3 separate regions of the Mus musculus genome follow, and regions 2 and 3 are each linked to region 1. A link is a contact called in public Hi-C and HiChIP or PLAC-seq data. All regions are on one chromosome and are shown on one strand. Each heading gives the region's core, a stretch centred on a gene start, on an enhancer-like site or on the middle of the called end of the contact. The rest is flanking DNA. Distances are from core to core; before and after follow the strand shown.

What was found. Hi-C and Micro-C count contacts between places; a contact is called where the count stands out from the background. HiChIP or PLAC-seq counts read pairs in DNA pulled down with a chosen protein or histone mark.
Region 2: a contact with region 1 is called in an H3K27ac HiChIP or PLAC-seq map of embryonic stem cells, with 8 read pairs. The contact joins two enhancer-like sites. A contact is called at or near these places in 2 of 39 promoter capture datasets (HPC-7-derived erythroid cells and embryonic stem cells), 4 of 15 datasets of contacts at CTCF or cohesin (CD8 T cells, the NIH/3T3 cell line, large pre-B cells and 1 more), 21 of 484 Hi-C or Micro-C datasets (the AtT-20 cell line, B cells, CD4 T cells and 14 more), 11 of 115 datasets of contacts at active chromatin or transcription factors (the NIH/3T3 cell line, VIP interneurons, cardiomyocytes and 7 more) and 4 of 9 other capture datasets (adipose tissue, liver, macrophages and 1 more).
Region 3: a Hi-C map of bone marrow-derived macrophages shows a contact between it and region 1, with 2.9 times the contacts expected there. The contact joins two enhancer-like sites. A contact is called at or near these places in 4 of 484 Hi-C or Micro-C datasets (bone marrow-derived macrophages, embryonic stem cells, nephron progenitors and 1 more), 7 of 115 datasets of contacts at active chromatin or transcription factors (astrocytes, bone marrow-derived dendritic cells, bone marrow-derived macrophages and 3 more) and 4 of 9 other capture datasets (adipose tissue, embryonic stem cells, liver and 1 more).

What each region holds. Positions count from the first base shown.
Region 1 is chr6:30,250,400-30,255,559 of GRCm38.p6, reverse strand. The region is part of intron 3 of Ube2h (ubiquitin-conjugating enzyme E2H); the gene reads left to right. Among named protein-coding and RNA genes, the nearest start is that of Ube2h, 52 kb to the left of the region's middle. Within about 2 kb of position 2,754, at least 43 of the 459 cell types and tissues checked have an H3K27ac peak or open chromatin away from gene starts, as enhancers often do. A contact at or near this core is called in bone marrow-derived macrophages, where this site is marked.
Region 2 is chr6:30,353,780-30,358,939 of GRCm38.p6, reverse strand. No RefSeq gene overlaps it. Among named protein-coding and RNA genes, the nearest start is that of Zc3hc1, 35 kb to the left of the region's middle. Within about 2 kb of position 2,114, at least 82 of the 459 cell types and tissues checked have an H3K27ac peak or open chromatin away from gene starts, as enhancers often do. A contact at or near this core is called in bone marrow-derived macrophages, where this site is marked.
Region 3 is chr6:30,334,170-30,339,329 of GRCm38.p6, reverse strand. No RefSeq gene overlaps it. Among named protein-coding and RNA genes, the nearest start is that of 1700095J07Rik, 32 kb to the right of the region's middle. Within about 2 kb of position 2,284, at least 156 of the 459 cell types and tissues checked have an H3K27ac peak or open chromatin away from gene starts, as enhancers often do. A contact at or near this core is called in bone marrow-derived macrophages, where this site is marked.

The sequences.
Region 1 (5,160 bases), core at 1,505-4,004:
CCGAGTGCTGGGATTAAAGGCGTGCGCCACCATGTCCTTGTTTTTTTTTTTTTAAATGGGATATTCTGAAAGGTTTTTGACTTGTTCTCTTGAGGGATTTGTTTAGGAAAGAAAAACTTAGTATAGTAGGGTCAAGTAGGAGCTATGCCTTTAAGAAATGAAGGGGATAAAAGAAAGGAGAAGAGTATGCACTATAGATGTTAGAAATTTTATATATAAGACCAGGGTGTTGGGCTGGCGAGATGGCTCAGTGGTTAAGAGCGCTGACTGCTCTTCCAAAAGTCCCGAGTTCAAATCCCAGCAACCACATGGTGGCTCACAACTATCCATAACGAAATCTAATGCCCTCTTCTGGAGTGTCTGAAGACAGCTACACTGTACTTATATATAATAAATAAATAAATCTTAAAAAAAAAAAAAAAGACCAGGGTGTTAACTGAAGATGTTAGAAATAATATATAGGGCCAGGCAGTGGTGGCAGATGCTTTTAATCCCAGTACTTAGGAGGTAAGGCAGGTGGATCACTGAATTAGAGGACAGCTTGGTCTATAAAGCAAGTTCCAGGACAGAAACTGTGTGTCTAAAAAGTAAAACACAGAACATGAGAAGGTCTGCTGATTACACACCTGCTCCACAATTGAGTGGAGAGAAGAGAGTGGATGATTTGCAGGATGGGATAAATCAGTAAGAAAGGCCACTGGAGAACAGTGAGCCGCTGCAGAGAGAAGAAGAGTTTAAGTGGCTGAGGGTCCACACAGAGTTGTTGAGCACATTGTGACAAGTTGCTATATTTCTTAAAAAATAAAACTCAGGGGCTGGAGAGATGGCTCAGCAGTTAAGAACACTGACTGCTCTTCCAGAGGTCCTGAGTTCAATTCCCAGCAACCACATGGTGGCTCACATCCATCTGTAATGGAATCTGATGCTCTCTTCTGGTGTGTCTGAAGACAGCTATAGTATATTCACATCCATAAAATAAATCTTAAAAAAATAAAATAAAACTCAATAAATAGACAAACTCTACAAAGGCTCTGTTTTGCTAACAACCCTCATGCCCAGCAAATACTCAGGGTCTGTTGCTTTGAAAAATATTAGAAAGAACATATTTCTTCTTAGTGTCACCCTAATTTCCAAGTACAATTTACCCTCTTAAGTCCAAGGATTCTGTATCCACTAATTAAAGCTCACTTATGTATCAAAACCAGTCTAAAAGCTATTTCATCAATTTGAAATGTGTGCAGCATTCCCTGAATTATAATAGTGCAACTAACCACAGCATGTGCATTGAATCACTTATAGTAGTCAGAGGTAGTGGAAGATGCGTCAGTCATAGACTGTGTCCCTGAAGAAAGTGAGCCTGTGTGGGTGTCAAGTCAGGAGTGACAGTGGTGCTGGAACAGCTCCATCAAGGGCATGCAGAGGGATACCTGATAGATACTCTCTGTGGGAAGGAAGGAAGGAAGGAAGGGAGGGAGGGAGGGGGGGGAGGGAGGGAGGGAGGGAGGGCATTTGCAGAGGCAGGCTACAGAGTGATATTCGTGTTAGCGCTTCTGTCTGAAGTTGAATAAAGCCTGGCAGGTAGGAAGAGGAGGAATTTTAGAAGATCCTTGGTAAGGACAAGAGACTGGTAGGAAAGGAGATGTCTGGATTTGTGACTGGAGAGGCATAGCTGTTTGTAGACATGACTGTTCTTGGTGTGTCCTGGGCATATAGAGTGGAATGAGATGGGGAACAGTCATTGAGGAGAGGAACATAAAAAGGCTGAGAGGTTAGGAATATGGTCTTTGTGATAATGAATATGAGTGGGGCAGAGAGAGAACTGAGTACCAAGTTACCACAGAGAAAAGCCATTTATTAATGAACCTGCTGTCAGGGACCCATGTCATGAACTCCTCTCCCCACTACCTTTTCTCCCCTCCTCCACATTGACCCTGCCTTGTGTGCTGCTGAATAGAGGACTTAGCCATTTCCTTCTTGAAGCTCCCTTAATAATATCAGTTTAAATTCTGACCCGAACAGTGCCTTTTTTCACGTTTTTTAAAAAAAGATGTTTTTGTTTATGCATAATAGGTATTATAACTTTTCATACATATATGTATATTTCTACTGTATCATCTATTACCCCAACCCCACTCCTCCTAATTCCCTTTCTCCCTTCCCATTCCCAGCTAACTGTCCTTTCCTTTCATGTCTGTGTGTATATGTGTGTGTGTGTGTGTGTCTTTGTGTGTATGTCTGAGAGAGAGGCCCAGTGAATTTCATTAAGGAGCTTAGACACCTTTCTAGTAGCTATACCACTGAAGACTGCGTCTCTATCCCTTGCCTCTTTTTTTAAGATTTATGTATTTATTTTATATATGTGAATACACTGTCACTGTCTTTAGACAGATGAGAAGAGGTCATCAGATCGCACTATAGATGGCTGTGAGCCACTATGTGATTGCTGGGAATTGAACTCAGGAATTCTCTGGAAGAGTAGTCCTCTTAACCACTGAGCCACCTCTTCAGCATGTCTCTATCCCATATTGACTGTTAGCTTTGTGTGAATCTTCAGAGAGAGTAGTGCTCCGTGGACCCCTCTCTATTACAAGACAGTGCTGAGGGGCCAGTCTTGTAGTGAACTTAGGCAGTCAGCTCAGGAGTGCGATAGCCATGCCACATGTTGTTCCCTCACACTCACTGCTTTGCTCTGCCTCTCACAGCCTTTCTGCCTGCCCCTTCTGCTTTGTTTCCTGAGCTTTGGAGGAGTGGTATAAATATCCCGTGTTATGAGTCACTCTGACCACTGCAGAAAGAACCTTCTTGTAATAAGTCTAACAGCAGCACTAATCTATGGGCACAGACATAGTAATTTAGAAGGCAATCTGACAGGCATATCCTGGCTACTTAGCAAACAGTGGCAGTAGCTTCTTCCTATGACCTATGATTTTTCTCGGCCAAAGAATTTTGGATGTGTTTCCAGTACCTGCCATGAGTTCCTTCTATGGAGCAGACATGGAATTCAGTCAGAAAGGAGTTGGTTACTCCATAACAGACTTGCCACTCCTGCTGCAGTAGGCTCATCTTGCCTGGTGAGTCATTATTGCAGAGTCCACACCTGAGTAACAGCCACTGCTGACAGTTCTCCACAGTAGCCTGTATAACAACATAGTACCTTTGGAGCCTTGGGGGCAAGCCACAGCAGGTAGGAAGCTTCTAGCCAGTTCTAGCTAGACCATCTAGTTCTGGTGGGCAAACAAGAATAGTGGTCATTGCTGTATTGTTTTGAAAGCCCCGGGAGAAGCCTCTGTGACCACTAGGAAAGTAGTCTACTCTTGGCACTGGGTTCTCCTTTAATAATGTATGGCTTCTGGACAGTTCTTGCCTTGGAACTGGGGTTACATTCAAGTGCGCATTGCCCAATGTGAGTGTAAGGAGTCAAATTTGGGCCTTGCGGAGAAACAGCAAAGGCTTTTAACACTGAACCGTCTCCCAATCAGTTCCTTTTTTCTTTGAACTGAGTTTAAAGGAAAAAAAAAATTATGCCAGGCTGGGTTTGGTGGCACACATCTTTGGTCCCAGCATTTGGGAGGCAGATGCGGGAGGGTCTTTATGAGTTCCAGGCCAGCCTTATCTACAACTCAAGTTTCACAACAGCCAAGGCTACACAGAAAGACCCTGTTTCAAAAAAAACAAACAAAAAATACCCCACAAACAGTTATGTTTTAGTTTCCTTTGAAAAGCATAATCACACCACTTAAGATTTGTATATATTTTGGGTGTTGTTAAAAACCCTGTTGTTGGCAGCCACTTTAGACATGCATCCATTTGATTGCCTCAAGATGTGTCGCCATATTGGTTGCCAAATCTGCAATGTTTGCTTCCATCCTGGAGGGGTTTTTCTGATTGTTTTGTTATGACCATACCAAATTGTATTAGAATGCTGCGCAACAACTGTTGGAGTATTATAAATTCTATTTTCACTTGAGAATATATGAAAGATAGTATCAACATCAAAATACCCCCTTGCCAGTTCCTAAAATAAGTTGTTATGGGGCATGGAGTGATGGTTCAGTGGGTATGACTGTGTTCTTGCCAAAGACTAGAGTTTGGAACCTCATACCCATGTTGGACAGCTCACAACTGCTTGTATCTGTAACATCAGGGCATGCCAAAAAGCCTACTTGGGCATCCATGAGTATATACATACATAAAAACAAAATAATAAAATCTTTTTAAGAGTGATAGTTGTGTGTGCTGGAGAGTTTCATTTCTAGGTTGTGAACAATAGCATGAAGTTACTTAGTGGGGTATGATAGGGCATACATATAACCCCAGCCCTTCAGAGGGCAGGGCAAGAGGGTTTTAAGTTTGAGGCTAGCTTGGTCTTCATACTGAGACCTTATCTCAAAAAACAAAGAGATTACGAGAGGGAGGTAATTTGCTTAAGCTCCTTGTACTGAAACCCATTCTTTTTCCTGTTGTGTTGGGCCTTTGCACTATCTCCTGGCTTCTGGGACCAAGTACACAATACCATTCCTAGTGGCCAAAGCTAGCATTACTGAGTGCTAATAGTATGCTAGTTACTTAACTCATTTCCTGTTTCTGACCCTTCTCCGATGTGTTGGTGACATTTTTTTTTTAATTTTTTTTTTGGTTTTTCGAGACAGGGTTTCTCTGTGTAGCCCTGGCTGTCCTGGAACTCACTTTGTAGACCAGGCTGGCCTCAAACTGAGAAATCCGCCTACCTCTGCCTCCTGAGTGCTGGGATTAAAGGCGTGCGCCACCACGCCTGCCTTGGTGAAGTTATTTAATCTAGTCTTAGGAATAGCAGTAGAAAGACAAAGAAATTGACTTGTTAAGGCTCACTGCGTTGAGCAATCTGACTTTTAAGTAACAGCTTAATTAATGACTTTGTTAAAATTGCTAGAGCCAGATGTGGTAGTGCAGACCTTCAGAACCCCAGCGTTCAGGGCCATCAGCAAGCAGATCTCTTCTAAGATTGAGGTGCTATCCTGGTCTACATAGCAAGCTCTAGGCCAGCCAGAACAGTACAGTGTGAGTGAGACCTGTCTTCAAAAAAGGTGGGAGCAAGTTAGAAACCTGCAATTCTCTACTGTCTTCCTGCTGTTCAGAAAATCCTTCCAGATCTCTTAGTGTGGCTAGATGAATGACCAAGAC
Region 2 (5,160 bases), core at 865-3,364, 100 kb before region 1:
AATTGAAGATAACCTAAACATCTGGTAATTGATTACAGAGTATAGCTTGGGAGACTATCATTTAAATTATTGAAATGATTATTGTAAGGGCCAGGGAAATGGCTCAGAGGTTAAAAGCATATCTTGATCTTAAAATGGACCCAAGTTCAGTTTTCCCCACCCACATGATCCATAACCCTGGTTCTAGAGAACCTGACACCCTCTGGTCATCTCTCACACCAAGTATGCACGTGGCACATCAACATACATGCAGAACACACACCCATATGCAGAAAATAGATCTAAAAAATAGTGTAGTCATTCACAGTGGCGGGCGCATTTAATGTCACCTTTCAGGAGGTAGAATCAGGTGAAGCTGTGTGTACTGAGGCCAGTCTGTCCTACATAGTTCCAGGATGGCCCACATACTGAGACCCTGTCTTACAAAACAAAACAAGAAAAACATTGCCTCAAAAAAAAAATCAAAGGACTATTATTGTTTTTTTTTCAAAGATTTATTTATTATTATTATACATAGGTACACTGTAGCTGACTTCAGACATGCCAGATCTCATTATGGGTGGTTGTGAGCCACCATGTGGTTGCTGGGATTTGAACTCGGGACCTTCAGAAGAGCAGTCAGTGCTCTTACCCGCTGATCCATCTCCCCAGCCCAGGACTATTATTGTAATGTAGTTTATTCATATAGTGGAATGATACTCAGAGTTTTTAAGTTGCTCTTTATCTAATGTGGGTCAAAAACGTGTGTAACTAGAGTGATCTGTGTTCTGTAGGTAACTAGACATCCAGGAAAATGTGACGTATGAGGTAGTAAATGGCTAGAAAACTTAGAAAACTTCCCCTTTATGAGAGCCATAGCATCTGCCCACTTTCCAAAAACTTAGGTATTTAGTCCAGACTCAAGGTCAGGTTAGCTATAGTGTCAAGCTGTAATACTAGCAGTACCCACTAGAGCCATTAGGTGCCGCCAGTGCTTCACATTAAACTCCAGCTTGCCTTTCAAACAACCACGGACCCACCGCCACCAATCACTGGGGGACAGGCCCTGGGCGACAACTCTCCTTTCCAAATGGTTCACCCTCATTTCTGCATCATTTTTCGGGTGTTTTGATTTGTTTTGTTTTGTTTTGTCTTAGAAAATGTCTCACTTTGTAGCCTTGTCTGGTCTGGAAATTTTGTCAGTGGTTCTTAACCTTCTTAATGCTGTGGCCCTTTTAATACAGTTTCTCGTGATTTTTTTTTTCTTTTTACATGACTAATTAATTTTGCTACACTTAGGAATGGTAATGTAAATACCAGTTTTCCGGTGGCCTTATGTGACCCCTGTGAAAGGGTCACTTGACAACCCCTCCCACGTTGGGTTGCAACCCACAAGTTGAGAACCTCTGCTCTATTTAGACTAGATTGGCCTCAGACACAGAGACCCACCTCCATGTGCCTCCCTAGCGCTCTTATGGAAGGCAGACACCACCTCGCCAGCCTCGCCACAGCATCTGGCTTTGTCTTGTCTAAGTCAGTGTAGACTGGAAGTTGGGGCTGCCTGCTTTGTAGCACAGACCAGTCCAGTGATAGGAAAATGGACAGCATGGAGGTGGGTGCCCAGAGAAGAGGAAAGAGAATGTATTTAGTGAAGATCCAGAGAAGTGGAGGATGCTCTCCTTTTTTTTTTTTTTTTTTTTTTTTTTTTTTTTTTTGAGACAGGGTTTCTCTGTATAGCCCTGGCTGTCCTGGAACTCACTCTGTAGATCAGGCTGGCCTCAAACTCAGAAATCCTCCTGCCTCTGCCTCTCGAGTGCTGGGATTAAAGGCACTCCTGAGGATGCTCTCCTTAAAGTTCAGGGCTAATCCCTTGTATCCAGCATTAGAGACATTGTATCCACCATTAGAGGCGTGCAGAAATGCCTAAAGACCAGACTGACTGGGAAGCCAGAAGAGAAAGCCACAAGAGGAGACGAGCCACTGGCAGCCACCTTGCTCCACATGGCTGCACTGACGCCAGTCCTCCCAAGGTGTCACCAACACTCAGGCTGAGTCACTCCAAACCCAGCCCACAGAGTTAAGCCAGTAACAAAACCTGGAGGACGTGGCCACAGGGCCAAGGGCCAGAGCAATGTCATCACGGGCAACCGTGCAGCTCGGGCCCGGCAGATGACCCTTTCCTTGTGAGCATTCCAGGGTGTGTGACTGATGCTCACTGACCCCGATTCATGGCGGCACGGAACACAAAGAGGTCATTACTGCCCCTTGATCCACCGGGGAAACTGAGGAATGGAGTGGGGAAGCAGCTTTGGCCCGTGAGTCAGTGGTACAGGTCATGAGTTCATTACCACCCCGTCAGGTCAGTCAGGTGCCTATGAAGCCACACTTCCCAACCAGAAGTAAACATGGCTGTCCAGGGCCAGGGAAGGGAGGGCCTTCCACCCAGTGCCCTTTCCATACCTGTCCAGCGGTAGAACCAGACACAAAGTTGCAAAGACTATGGCCTGACTCCCTGCATTCAGCCAAGGTCAGAGTGGGGAGTGACAGCCAAGACGGCACACAGGTTGTGGCCAAGCCAGCTCAGAGTCAGTCGGGATCTGGCCATCTGGACTCAAATACTGGATGCCCTTGTTATCAGTCTGTCTTCTGAGCCAGCTCCTGGGGCCTCTGCTTCTTGATATGTAAAAGGGGCAGGAGTAGTCAGTGTCTATGTCAAAGGGCTGCTTAAGAGCTAAGGGACCTGATGTTTGTTACGTGGTTGCTAAGCAATCCTTAGCTGCACACCTGGCCACCCGTGTCTCCAGGCTGTAGGGACTTTTGGGTCTGAGGAAAAGAAATGGGCACTGGGCTCAGGCAAAAACATCCCAGAATGTCTCGCTAGCTCATCCTTGCTATGGGAAGGATTCTTCTCGCCCAGTGGCTCTCCCCCATCAGCAGAGGTGCTGGTACTTCAGCTCGATGCCCAGTTTTAGAAGCATCGGGAAGCAGCATCTTGGGCAACCAAACACCAAGTGAGATAACCACATTCTTGCCAGCCTCCTCCAGCCTTGGCTCAGGGCCCAGCAGGGCCACCCTTAGGAGATGGTGCTAAGAAGACAACAGGCAAGCTAATTATAGGCCCGGCCTGCTGGGCTGTGGACACTGCCTGTTTGGCCTGCACGGCTTACCTGAGTCATCTATCCTGCGGCCACTTGAGCCTGGATCTGGACTAGCAGGCCACAGGGAGTCAGGAGCGCCTTCCCTGTGCTCAGTCTGGTCAGCTGCACCACTTCCTGCCTCTTTTCCCCTCAGAAAGCCAGTTGAGGCAGGTGAGCACCCCAGATCAGAGGCCAGAAGGCCTAATGCCTACTGCGAGGTGAGCACAATGCTGGGATCCCAGAGTCTCTGGAAAAATCACTTCACAGGTCAAAGTAAAAGGCATAGAATGAACAGGGCAGTGGCCTCCTCCTTCCACCACACGGTCCACACCTCCATCCTCTCCCTGAACCTTACTGGTCTGCAGGGGCCCCAGCTCTCTTGCTCCTCAGTGGTCAGCTGTGATCTGGGCTCAGTTCCCATAAACTTAGCCCAGGAATTTTTCAAAGTAAAAGGAGGGCAAATATGGGTGCCGTGGTTCAAAAAATCAGTCTTAAAATCACAACAGAGTTAGAAAACATTCTTTGAGGCGTTAAAAATGAGGATAAATGACAAGAAAGTCCCCAGCTCTTTGGATTTAGTGCATTAGGGAGGCAAGGGTGTGGCAGGAGAAAAACTGGGGGTACCCTCTGTGAGGGGAATGTTTGCACCCATAGCAGGGCTCATCTGTGCACTAGAAGGCCAACATGGAAAGCTGTGAACCCAGACTCGGGAGGCAGAGGCAGAGGGGTCAGGAGTTCAAGGTCAGCTTTGGATAAGTGGTGAGTTCAAGGCCAGCATGGGCTACATGAGGTCCTATTAAAAAAAAAAAAAAAAAGCCAAAGGGGCCGTGAGTGAGGTCGGGCAAGAAACAGGAAGTGATGTGGGTGGGTGCTGTTTTGTTTTGCTTCTGTTTTTGAGAGGGAGAAGGAGAGGGAGAGTGTGTGTGTGTGCCAAAAGCCATAGGTCTCCTAGAGCAGGAGTCACAGGAAGTGAGTTGTCTGACATAGACGTATGGGATTGAACTCACGTCCTTTGGAAGAGCAACACTTGTTCTTAACTCTTAAGTCACCTTTTCAGCCCCTAATTTTTTTTTTTAATTTAAAAAAAAAAGATGTGTGTGTGATTGGAGGGGTCTATCATGGCACAAGAGTGGAGGTCAGAGGACAACTTTGGAGTTGATTCTGTCTGTCTACCTTTAGGTGGGTCCTTGTCATAACAGCAGCCATCTCACCAACCTGTTCTCTTGGTTGTTTTTGTTTTTGTTTTTGTTTTTTCCCCTCCCTGTTTTATTTTAGTTATCTATCTATTTATTTTGAGACAGGGTTTTTCTGTGTAGCCCTGGTTGTCCTGGAACTCACTCCATAGACCAGGCTGGCCTCGAACTCAGAGTGCTGGGACTTAAGGCATACAACCCGGCCTTCCTTCCTTTTTTTTTTTTTTTTCCTGACAGGGTCTGTATCTCCCTCTGTAAGCCTGGCTGACATGCCTCTTGCTATGTAGTGACTGTAAGGCTGGACTCAAACTCAGAGATTCTGCCTGCCAAGCCGCCCACGAGCTGGGGTTCAAGGCTTGTGCCCCTTCACCCTGCCTTGTGTTTTGATATTTGAGACAGGTTCTCTTGTAGTCAGCTTTAAACTCTCCATCCTCCTGCCTCTACCTTGCAGGTGCTGGGATCACAGGTATGTACCATGATGCTTGTCTGTTTTAAGGGAGCCATCCTTTTGGGGTAGGAATGAAGTTCTCTGCTCCCCAGGAGAGTAGACCACCAAGCGCCTGCCCGAGAGCTTTGCCTGGCCTCTCTCCGCAACTCCCACAGCACTAGAGGGTTGGTGACACCCTCTGCCATCTGAGCCTCAGCGCTCCTGTTGCCGCCCACAGCCCCTCATGCTTTCTACCCTTCTTGAAGTGAGCCTGATTACAGACTGCCCCCCTGGGGGAGGGAGCGGAGGGAGGGTGGAGGGAGACCTAGTTCTGGCCTTGCTGACTAAAAGAATGACCTCAGTGTCATAATGACTGGCTTTCTGGTTAAGCTGCCAACCTGGGTGCCTCCCCACTCTGGCCTTT
Region 3 (5,160 bases), core at 1,035-3,534, 84 kb before region 1:
ATCTGGTGATCTGATTCAAACAAGCCCACATGAGGTTCTGAGGTTCTGCCCACACAGAAGGGATCTCTGTCCTCCCCACACAGGCTCAGAACAACTAACTCTGTCCTTCCTTCCTCAGCCTTCCTGGGGTCAGACTCTTGAGAGTCACCTGGTGGCTTGTTAAAAACTTTAAACCCATTACATCAGAGTCTATGAGGTGGATCCAGGCGTCTGAAAACTTTAAACAAGGTTCCAGATGATTCTGATTCACTCCAAACTCTTGAGTCCTGACTGGAGCCCTGAGCAGCGGTGCCCTCTTTGATCATTTTCTTGTTTGATTGAAACTGGAAACTCCAGAGGCTCAGACTGGAACCAACATAATGTGTTAATGTGTGCCTCTCTATAAAACAGACTCTAGAACATAGTCACACACACACACACACACACACACACACACACACACACACACACACAGAGAGAGAGAGAGACTCTAGATCTTCAAAATAAAGACCTGGCTTCTCATTTACCCAGGGACTAGGATTTCTTGTATTATCAGATTCTGCTTTTTAAATATAAATTCTAATCAAGATCAGCGAGGGAAGGTGCTCAGGAGAGGCGGCCCCCTGGCACTGCTGTTTATGTAAGTGTCTATTCTTAGGCACTGGGGCAAGGAATAGGCTAGACATTGCTGCCCTCATGGAGTTGATGTCTTGATGAGAGAGACAGTTAATAGGTGAGTATAGAACTAAGTCAATGATTTCTCTCTCTCTCTCTCTCTCTCTCTCTCTCTCTCTCTCTCTTTCTTGGTTTTTCGAGACAAGGTTTCTCTGTACTGTATAGCCCTGGCTGTCCTGGAACTCACTCTGTAGACCAGGTTGGCCTCGAACTCAGAAATCTGCCTGCCTCTGCTTCCCAAGTGCTGGGATTAAAGGCATGCACCACCATTACCCAGCCTAATTGATGTTCTTAAACCTAAGTAACAGACAGTCACAATGCACTAAATGGCTAAAGTTACAAGGGTATTTTTTTTCTTACCCTATTTGTGGAGTGATTGTGTCTCTTCAATGTTCATACATCACAATCCTAGCTCCTAGGACCTAAGGTGTGGCTGTCCTTGGAGTAGAGTGCTCATGAAGCACACATGGAGCTCTGGACTCAACCTGGGCACAGCATAAACCAAAGGTGGTAGCACACCTATGATCCCAGCACACAGGAGTCAGAGGCAGAAGAATTAGAAGTTCAAGGTCATTGACAATCCTCAGCTATATATTAAATTAAACTTCATTGTGGACTACATGAGCCCAGAAAGGGGGAGGGGAGGAAGGAAGGAAGGGAAGAGATAAGAGGGAAGGGAAGAGGAGGAGAGAGGAGAAGGGAGAGCAGGGGTGGAGGGAAGGAGAACAGAAGGGAATGGAAGGGGAAGAGAGGGCAGGCTGGGGAGATGGCTCATCACATAAAAATGCTGGACACATTGCCTACAACCTGAGTTTGGATTCCCAGAACCCATTTAAAAGCCAGAAGTGGCTTGTGTCTGTAGACCGAACCGCCCTGGGCAAGATGGAGGCAGTACCAGGAGAATCACAAGAAGGTTCAGGCAGCTAGCCTGGGATTAGAGGTGAAGCATCACAGAGCAAGAAAGACCCAACGACTGTCGCCTGATGCTGTCTCTGCTGCATACACATGCCACACAAGTAAATAAGAAATATTTTAAGGGCGCCGGGCGTGGTGGCGCATGCCTTTAATCCCAGCCCTTGGGAGGCAGAGGCAGGCGAATTTCTGAGTTCGAGGCCAGCCTGGTCTACAGAGTGAGTTCCAGGACAGCCAGGGCTACACAGAGAAACCCTGTCTCGAAAAAACCAAAAAAAAAAAAAAAAAATTTTAAAAGACAAGAAAGGTTTCTTGCTCTGTATCACCTTTCTAGAAAATTTAAAAATCTATAGAAAGTAATGCCCTCGAGGAGGGGGTGAGGTGAGCTAGGTGGGAGGGCTAGGGGATTGGAAGGGTTGGAGACAGACAGACAGACAGACACACACACACACACACATCCCAGCACTCAGGAGACAGAGGCAGGTGCATCTCTGAGTTTGAGGTCAGCCTGGTCTACAGGGGGAGTTCCAGGACAGCAAGGGCTACACAGAGAAACCCTGTCTCAGGAAGGAAGAGAGGAGAGAGAGAGTCAACCACTAGTGAAGAGGCTGCCAAACACCAATCAGAATTTATTCCCATGATGAGTGGGACTAGGAAGAGAAACCCAAACAAACTCTGAGTTGTACGGGCAGGAGGAAGGGGAAATGGCTGCTGGGAAGGCAGCCAGCAGAGTCTGCTAGAGTGTCCTGCCGAGAACCAAAACAGGCGGATGTGACAACATGAGGGGTGGTGACTGGAAGGGGCCAGTGTTCTCGAGGTGAGGCGAGGGAAGGCTCTGGGAAACTGATGTTTTGGCTGCTGCCCAACTGAAGTTGAAGAGTCGGCAGGCAAAATGGGGAGCAAAGCATTCCAGACAACAAAGACCCTGAAGTAGGAGCAAACATAAGGATCCTAGTCTCAGAAGGGAGTGGCTCTGAGCTCTCACCTTCCTTCCCTCCTTCTACCCATTCTCTGCCTCAGTCTGCCCACCTGAAAAATGGGGCCAAAGAGAATTATCTCTCACTCCGGTGTAACTGAGTCACCAGCAGGGTAGATGCGAATCTGGCCCCTGTCATAGCATGTCAACAAGTTTAGGAAAGTGTGGACTGATGGCACAGGCTTTCTCTCCCCTGAACAATGGGGGGCCCCCATATGAAGCCTGACCAGGAATCCTGGTGAACATCCACAGAGACAGAGCATCGAGCTTTCCAATGAAAGACAACCTACAACACCTGAAGGAGAATGTTAGCTCTCAAACCAGAGACAGAGTGACTGAGTTGCCTGTTAACATATAAGTGAATGCTGGCTGCCTAGCATCCCTTGGTGACAAGGTCCTCCTGGTTAGCATACCCTGTCCTCTACCCTGAACTCTCCAGCCCAGAGGCTGGGCTGCCCTTCCCTATATAATCCAGCCATTTTGGCTATGCTGGCTTTTTTGTGGGTTCTTTGCCTGCCACTCTAGGTCACCTCTCCACACATGGCCCTACTCAAGGTCATGTCGCTCTGGACTCTCCCAGATGTCTCTGCCTCTACCTGTTTTCTCCCTTATAATAAAAACCCTGAGCTGGGCGGTGGTGGCGCACACCTTTAATCCCAGCACTTGGGAGGCAGAGGCAGGCATATTTCTGAGTTCGAGGCCAGCCTGGTCTACAAAGTGAGATTCAGGACAGCCAGGGCTATACAGAGAAACCCTGTCTCGAAAAACAAAACAACAACAACAAAAAAAAAACCCTGAGCCCTTACGAGCAGTCAGTCTTCCTCATTTATTTATTTATTTATTTATTTATTTTTATTTTGAAATTTCCACTCATTCACCTGGTCCTGAAACAGCTACAGAGACCCTTATCTCAGGAACATGGAGAAGCACATGCCAGGCCCTCTTGGAAGGGACATTGTGCGTGTGCGTCCACATCTGCTTCCCCCCACATCACTTCCACCTGGGCAAGGAGCGGGGGAGATGGTGGAAGCTGACACTGGTCTATCGGCACAACCGAGGGGCTAGAGAGAGGGATGTGGCCTGCTCGGGTGGCATGCTGAACGAGCTGGTGGCAGTCATCTGTCTACTGCTCTTCTTTCTCCCCCTCCTTCCTCCCCTCCTTGCTCACTCTTTCTTTGAGTGCTGGGTAATGCTGCTTAGGAGGGCTTCATGCTAAGCAACCGTCATCGCTAAGCCACACCAGCAGTCCTGGTTTTCTTTCTTACTGGATAATAGATCTTTAAGCCTTGCGTGGTGATGTGTGCCTATGATCCCAGCACCCAGGAAACAAGGCAAGATCCCGGGGCATGGGGAGGTCGCAAACTCAGAAGTCTACTATGTGCTGATCTATCCTCATTTCGCAGGCTGAGACAGGAGGCTCATTGCCAGCGCTGGCTTACAGAAGTGAGTTGTAGGACATCCAGGGCGTGTAGTGAAACCCCAGCTCAAGTCTACTAACTAAATGGATGAAAATGTAAAGGTAGCTTGGGATGCAGCTCAGTGGTAGAGCACTTTAGCTGGCTGGCACAGGTCCTGGGTCCAATCCCCAACAACACACCTAGGCACACACCCAATACATGCATATGTAAAAAGTATAAGAAAGATGGGGGCGCTGGAGAGATGGCTCGATGGTTAAGAGCACTGGCTGCTCCTCTAGAGGTCCTGAGTTCAATTTCTGGTAACCATCTGTAATGGGATCTGATGCCCTCTTCTGGTGTGTCTGAAGACAGTGACAGTGTACTCATACATAGAATAAATAAATCTTTTTTTAAAGACACATTTAAGTTAAAGGAAGGAAGGAAGGAAGGAAGGAAGGGAGGGAGGAAGGAAAGAAGAAAGGAAGGAAGGAAGGAAGGAAGGAAGGAAGGAAGGAAGGAAGAAAGGAAGAAGACGGATAGATGGAGCCAGGTGTGGCAGTGCATACTTGCAGCCCCAGCACTTGGGAAGGATGAAGTCTGCTGAAAATTAGATCTAGGCTGCACAGTGAGGCCCTTTCTCACAAAAAAAAGAAAAGAGGAAAGAAGAAAGGAGGGAAGGAAGAAACTGGAGGGGAGTGGTTCTCACAGGGTCACAAGGTTGAGGAAAAAAAAATACACCTGATTAAAGAGTGCCCAAAACTGTCAAAAGCACAGGGGTCCATGCATTGAATGCAGAGGCAGGCAGATCTCTGTGAGTTCAAGGTCAGCCTTCTTCATAATGAATTCCAGGCCCTGCTTCAAAAATAAAAAGGCTTGCTATTTTGCTCTCTCTCAAGACAGTGCGTACACAGATATTTGTTTTGGTTTATTCTGCTGCTTAAACAAAACATGGAACACTGGGTGGGCATTTCTTTCTCGTGATTCTGGAAACTGGGGAGTTCCAAGGTGCTAGATCTGATGTCCGCTGAGAGCCTTTGTCTGTCTCTTCACATAGCAGAATGCATCAGGGCAAGAAGGGACAAACATTTCACTCTGTACCAGATGAGCAAAGACAGCTAACTCATATCTACCTGCAAGCCCTGCCATGGAGATGTTAATCCATTGATAAGGGCAGAGCCTGTACCACCCAGCCATTCCTCAACAGGACCCTACAAACCCCAC